Linked DNA regions of Macaca mulatta: region 2 is linked to region 1. A link is a contact called in public Hi-C data. All regions are on one chromosome and are shown on one strand. The core of a region is the stretch at or near the end of the contact, and the rest is flanking DNA. Distances in the headings are between cores, read along the strand shown. Region 1 holds the start of SLC17A5 (solute carrier family 17 member 5). Region 2 holds the start of EEF1A1 (eukaryotic translation elongation factor 1 alpha 1).

What was found. Hi-C and Micro-C count contacts between places; a contact is called where the count stands out from the background.
Region 2: a Hi-C map of fetal cortex germinal zone shows a contact between it and region 1, with 2.8 times the contacts expected there. The contact joins the promoter of EEF1A1 here to the promoter of SLC17A5 in region 1. A contact is called at or near these places in 3 of 14 Hi-C or Micro-C datasets (CD4 T cells, fetal cortex germinal zone and fetal cortical plate).

What each region holds. Positions count from the first base shown.
Region 1 is chr4:112,020,525-112,023,476 of T2T-MMU8v2.0, reverse strand. It overlaps SLC17A5 (solute carrier family 17 member 5), which reads right to left and starts at 1,564. Exons shown (of 11, transcript NM_001260632.1): 1 at 1,398-1,564. The coding sequence starts at 1,491.
Region 2 is chr4:112,150,592-112,153,935 of T2T-MMU8v2.0, reverse strand. It overlaps EEF1A1 (eukaryotic translation elongation factor 1 alpha 1), which reads right to left and starts at 1,377. Exons shown (of 8, transcript NM_001195750.1): 1 at 1,365-1,377; 2 at 245-418. The coding sequence starts at 388.

The DNA.
Region 1 (2,952 bases), core at 315-2,814:
ATCTTAATTGAGATGTATAACTTTTCTATCCACATCTCTGCCAACATTTGGTATTCTCAGCCTTTTGGATTTTAGCTATTCTAGTGGGTGTATAGTGCATCGTTGTGGTTTTAATCTGCATTTTCCTGAGAATAATGTTTAACATTTGTGCTAAATTTTGATTATACGTATACCTATTTTTCAACTGTAACAATGTAATAGTCTCTGGGAAATATCTTTATTATAACTTTTATTTCTGTATTTCTATATTATTTTATGAGGAATATCATACAATTTGAACTCTACAAGCCGCAGAAAATGATCAGTTTATGGAACTAAGTCCGACTGCCAGGTAAAACTTAACTATGGTATGGTATTTACAGTTTGTGTTGACTAAAATAAGCTCCCAGCTGCCAGATGGAGCTATAATGTTGCCACCTCTACTGCCACCATCTGGTAACATTAAAAACAAATAAAAATATAGAAAACTATACAATTCTGGGTCAGCCAAAGTCAAATTTCCAGTGCAACTCTTTCTTACACACAGATCTTTGAAACTATAGAATGCATTCAAACTGATTTGTTCTTTAGTTTTCCTTACTTTTAAATAAACTATATTACAAAAGTGTCAAATAGCAAAATATTTTAATTTTCTCAAATTCAGGGAAGATGCTTTATGAAGTACCTCCTTTTCGATTTGTTCCAAGACCTCTGGCAAACTACCTTAGAACTCTGTAGGTATCCTGAGGATAACTGAACTGTTTCCTAACTTAAAAAAATGTTTTCGATGTTTTTAGTCTCTTACTGTACAACGTCAAATAGTCGCTGGGTTATGCAATAATTGCCCTCTGCATACTCACAAACGTTAACCCCAGTCCTTTTTTGTCTCCCTCCCCGCCTAAAAAGCTACCAGGTCACATGCTGGCGGATACGCAGTGGCGGAAACCTAGCGGTGACAGGGAAGGACAGCCCTCTGCCTACTGATCTGCAGGTTTCTCCTCCAGTTTGCTCTTACACTGGGGTCCTCCGCCCGGACCTTAGCCCATTCATTTGATGGTTCTCTCCCAGTTCGTTCTTCCACTGGGTCCCTTGCTCAGCACTACCCAAAATAACTATCAGCTCAGAGCCTGCTGCGCAGCCGCTCCCCGCCCCCGCCCCGTGGGGCCGCACCCGCCAAGGCCCCGGGTCGGCTCCGCGATCACGGTCGCGGCCCCCGGGGTCCCCGAGGGGCTTCTGCGCACTGAGGCAGGCGGAACTGAGCGGGACTCTGAACGGGCTCCCCTCCTAATGTCCCCTCGCACCTGAGCAGCTCCGGTCCCGCCAGCGCAAGGTGCGGGTACCAGGGCCATGCCCGCCCAGAGACCGCCGCCCCCAGGACCGCCGCCCACCCGAAGCCCCTGGACGACCCCGCCGCTTACCGGCTTCGGCCCGTGGGGCGCCCGGCAGAAGAGGCGTGCGGTCCGTACTCTCCTCGCCATCGTTCCGGGCCAGGTCTCGAACTGGGGACCTCATGACGCCTACGTGGAGCAGGTGTCCTCGCCACCTGGCAGAGAAGGGCGCGCCGGCCCGACAGCCCGAAGCCCCCGGGCCAAGCTGGCCGGACCGGGCGGGGCGGGGACGCTGGCACCGCCCTGTGGCCACGTCTTGTCCCCGCGGTCCCGCCCAGAAGTGGCCGCGCCGACTCCGCCCCCGCCGCCATCTTAGATGTGGGCAACTGTGTCGTGGGTTGGACTAGGGAAGCGGAGTTCCGGGAGTTCTGGCAGGATTGGCGCAGTGAGCTCGTCCCGCCGGTCTACGCTTGCCGGGGAGCCGGTGTTCAGACGACAGTCTCCCGCTCCTGCACCCCCTTGTAAAGTGCAGGGGCCGCCTTTCCCGCAGGGAGGATGAGTGGGAGCTTGCGGGCGGGCAGTGGGGACTAGAATTGCACGTAATTATGGGGAGGGCTTCGCCCGAACTAGGGAAGTGGGTGGTGTGCTTTTCATAATTTGACATTCAGTTGTTAGCACTCAGTGCCATACTGTTAGCAACCTTTGTACGATCTACCCCGTGACTGTGACGGCATATTGTCCCTAAAATAGTTCCCCCCCCCCCCCCAGACAGGGTCTTGCTCTGTTGCCCAAGCTGGAATGCAGTGGCGCAATCACAGCTCACCGCACCCTCGAACTCCTGGACTCAAGCGATTCTCTTCAGCGCCCCCAAGTAGCTGGGACTACAGGCGCATGCCACCACGTATGGCTAATTTGGTTTTTATTTTTGTAGAGGCGAGGTCTCCTTGTATTGCCCAGGCTTGGTTTCGAACTCCTGGGCTCAAGCAATCATCCTCGGCCTCCCAAAGTGCGGGGATTACAGGCGTGAGCCACAGCTCCCCGCTCTAAAATAGCTTTGAGGTGGGAAAACAGCAATGGAAATTTGTTGCGTCCTATGATGTTGCTGGTTTTATAGGTAAAAATAATCAACATAGGTAGTTTCATATGGTTCGACCTATGGAATCCTCTGATGTATGATGTATGTGTGCATATTATATCTCCACGATAGAATTTGGATAGATTGTGCTAGCATTTGCGGACTCTGAGAAAGTGAAACTAGGAAAACCCAGCTTGCCTTGGCAGGGTAGATCTGGAGCCGCTAATAAAGGCTGTCTCTGTGGAGGTAGAAAATAAGATGTAGATGTTCTCGGAGAGTTTGGTGTAGACAGGGAAGACCCGCAAGCCACTAATTCAGTAAACCAGGTTAGAAGTTTAGTGAGGTCCACGTGGGAACAAAGGGGAGGGTCCTTTACCTAGAAGGGGGGGGGAGGATTTCTGTAGGCATTCCAGATCAGTAAATGCTAGGAAAGTTCTCAAGTTAAAGCAGCAAATCAAGCCTTGTTTCTGAGTTACTGAATTACCACGTAGATTTTTACTCTCTAAGGGTTATAGAAAAATGCCATTTTCAAACTTGATTATGCAGAGTCACCTGGCAAATCCTTTTAAA
Region 2 (3,344 bases), core at 128-2,627, 130 kb before region 1:
CTAAGCAATTTTAGTCACTTAGATAGGGTTACAGAAGCAACCAAAAAGCAAACTTTTTAAAGTAGGATCTTGACTATTAATATCCAAATCGAAACTACTCACTAGCAATACGGTTACAGAAGTAACCAAAAGCAAACTATTTTAATAAGTAGGGTCAGATCTAAACCACTCACTAGTTCTGGGGAAATCACTACCACTTAATGATTCTGCTGGTAAAACTCATTTTAGTTCATCTTTCCCATACCTCAGCAGCCTCCTTCTCAAATTTTTCAATGGTTCTTTTGTCGATGCCACCGCATTTGTAGATCAGATGGCCAGTAGTGGTGGACTTGCCCGAATCTACGTGTCCAATGACGACAATGTTGATATGAGTCTTTTCCTTTCCCATTTTGGCTTTTAGGGGTAGTTTTCACGACACCTGAAATGGGAGAAAAAAACTTTGAACCACTGTCTGAAGCTTGAGAATAAGCCAAGATCCAAATTCGAAAAGGGCAAATTCCAAGGAGAATTACATCGAGCGCCAAGCTGGCCTAACTCTTCAGTCTCCACCCACCAAGTGTGGGGAAACTCCACCGCACAAAACCCCTCCCCCAAACCTAAGGAAGACGTACTCCAAAAGCTCGGAGAACTAATCGAGGTGCCTGGACGGCGCCCGGTACTCCGTGGGGTCACATGAAGCGGCGACCGAGGAGGGAAAGGCCCTTTTCCTTTGTGTGGGTGACTCACCCGCCCGCTCTCCCGGGCGCCGCGTCCTCCATTTTGAGCTCCCTGCGGCAGGGCCGGGAAGCGGCCATCTTTCCGCTCACGCAACTGGTGCCGACCGGGCCAGGCTTGCCGACCAGGGCGGGGCGACACACCGCCGCGCGAGGCCCGGCACCAGAGCAGGACGGCCAGCTTGAGACTCCCCCCGTCCGACTCTCGGTGGCCGCGCTCGCAGGCCCCGCCTCGCCGAACATGTGCGCTGGGACGCACGAGCCCCGTCGCAGCCCGCGGCCCCCAAAACCCCAATATCAGTGTGCAGATCCTGGTCCGCATTTATAAGATTATCTCGCCAGGAAAAAGGCGTTGCAGCTGGTCATCAAAAATTTTAAATGGCTAGAAACTTAGTGAAAGCAGCGGGGCAGGCGCGAAGGTGCTACCAGATTCGCACGCGGCAGCCCCAGAGCCCAAGCCAGGCCTCGACTCAAGCACGAGGCGAAGGGACTCCTTAAGTGCAAGGCCTCGACCTCTCCCACCCACTTCCAACCCGAAGCTCGGGATCAAGAATCACGTACAGCGGCCAGGGGCGTGTAAGTAATAAAAGGCACGCGAGGGCCATAGCCCGTAAAGAGGCCAGGCCCGCAGGAGCCACACACAGTACTTACCTGTGTTCTGGCGGCAAACCCGTTGCGAAAAAGAACGTTCACAGCGACTACTGCACTTATATACGGTTCTCCCCCACCCTCGGGAAAAGGGCGGAGCCAGTACACGACATCACTTTCCCAGTTTACCCCGCGCCACCTTCTCTAGGCACCGGTTCAATTGCCGACCCCTCCCCCCAACTTCTCGGGGACTGTGGGCGATGTGCGCTCTGCCCACTGACGGGCACCGGAGCCTCACGCATGCTCTTCTCCACCTTGGTGATGACGAGAGCGGGCGTGTGAGGGGGCGGGAACGCAGCGATCTCTGGGTTCTAGGTTAGTGGGAGTTTAACGACGGTCCCTGGGATTCCCCAAGGCAGGGGCGAGTCCTTTTGTATGAATTACTCTCAGCTCCGGCCGGGGCGGGGGGGGAAGAGGAGGGGGAGGGGGAGGCGACGAGGTGGCGGCCTGGAAGGGACGTCCAGAATCTTTCCTCTACCATTGCTAGCTTAGCCCCAAAGGTTGTGTTGAGATTAGGGTGTACCTTCGCCCCCCAATCAGCCTCCTGTCCTCAGCCTTGCTATCTCGCTAGTCCGTGACAAATCCCTAGAGCGTCGTCTTCTGCCGGTCTCAGCCCAGCCCCGGGTTGGCTCCTCCTCCGCCCCGGCTTCCGCGCCCCTCCCGCGTGGCAAGGAGTACCAGGCCCGGGGACCCCGAGGGGCTTGGGGCGAAGGGTCTGGACTGGAGGACTCCTTAACGGCTCACGGACCTGCGAGAGGTTCGGCTCGATGGCCGTGAGCTCGACGAATCCGCTCCTGTGCTGGCCTCTTGGCTCCTTCCATTCAAAGCCAGCTGCTTTTATCAAAGCCCGTAACACGTCATCTCCCCCTGGTACTCCAGATGTCCAGGCTTTCAGTTTAGAATAGACTCAGTCCTACAGTTAGCTTTAGATCTAATTCTAGTTTTGTTACGCCAAAAAGTTCCTGCGAGTGTGTGTGTGCCTCATGGTACTTTTTAAATTAAAAGGTGTACAGTCATTTGATTGCAAACATAAGGAAGCTAAAAAGCTTTCAAATTCAGATTTTCCACGTGATCTCATGTAGAGACTAAGATCTACAGCATCAGCAAGTTTATCCACCCAGTTTCCTAACCCCAACACTTGCTATGAAGTCACAGCTTCTCCTATTTAAATAAGTGCCTATTATATTTAAATAAGTGCTTTCTTTTTCTGTCATCCTATAGATTGTAACTGCATTTTAGCATAAATCTAGGGCAAGATTGGATGAGCTTGGCCGTTTTGGATGGCTATCAAGACAGGCCTTGGGAAATGCTCCTCTGAGGAATGAAGAACGTTTATTTTTAATGAGCTAATTACTAGATCATTATGTTTCTTCTTCCAGCTGTAGAATATTACTGCCCAGCTTCTCGAACAAACTTATTTATTAACAAGTATTTGAGAACCTACTATGTGGCCAACGCTAAGTACTGTGGAGTTCCTTCTGGAGAGGAACCCACAATCAAATTGGAAGAGGAAAACAAGTTGGGAAGCAGTTAAAGGCAAACGCGTATGGTGCTTTCTTGGTTTTTGTATCTTTGTAGTATAAAGTTTTCCTAGTCCATTCGGTTTTCACAGTCCACTTTTTTTTCCTTCTTTTTTTTTTTTCCGGATGGAGTCCTACTCTGTTGCCCAGGCTGGGGTGCAGTGGCGCGATCTCGGCTCACTGCAAGTTCTGCCTCCCAGGTTCAAGCTATTCTCCTGCCTCAGTCTCCGGAGTAGCTGGGGCTACAAGCGCGCCCCACAAATTTTTGTATTTTTAGAAGAGACGGAGTTTCACCATGTTGGCCAGGCTGGTCTCGAACTGCTGACCTCAAGTGATCCACCCGCCTCAGTCTCCCATAGTGCTGGGATTACAGGCGTGAGCCACGGCGCCCAGCCACAGTCAAAAGTTTTTCCTCAAGCCCCTGTGATTGCGGATAATAGTAAACGCTTTATAAATACCTTAC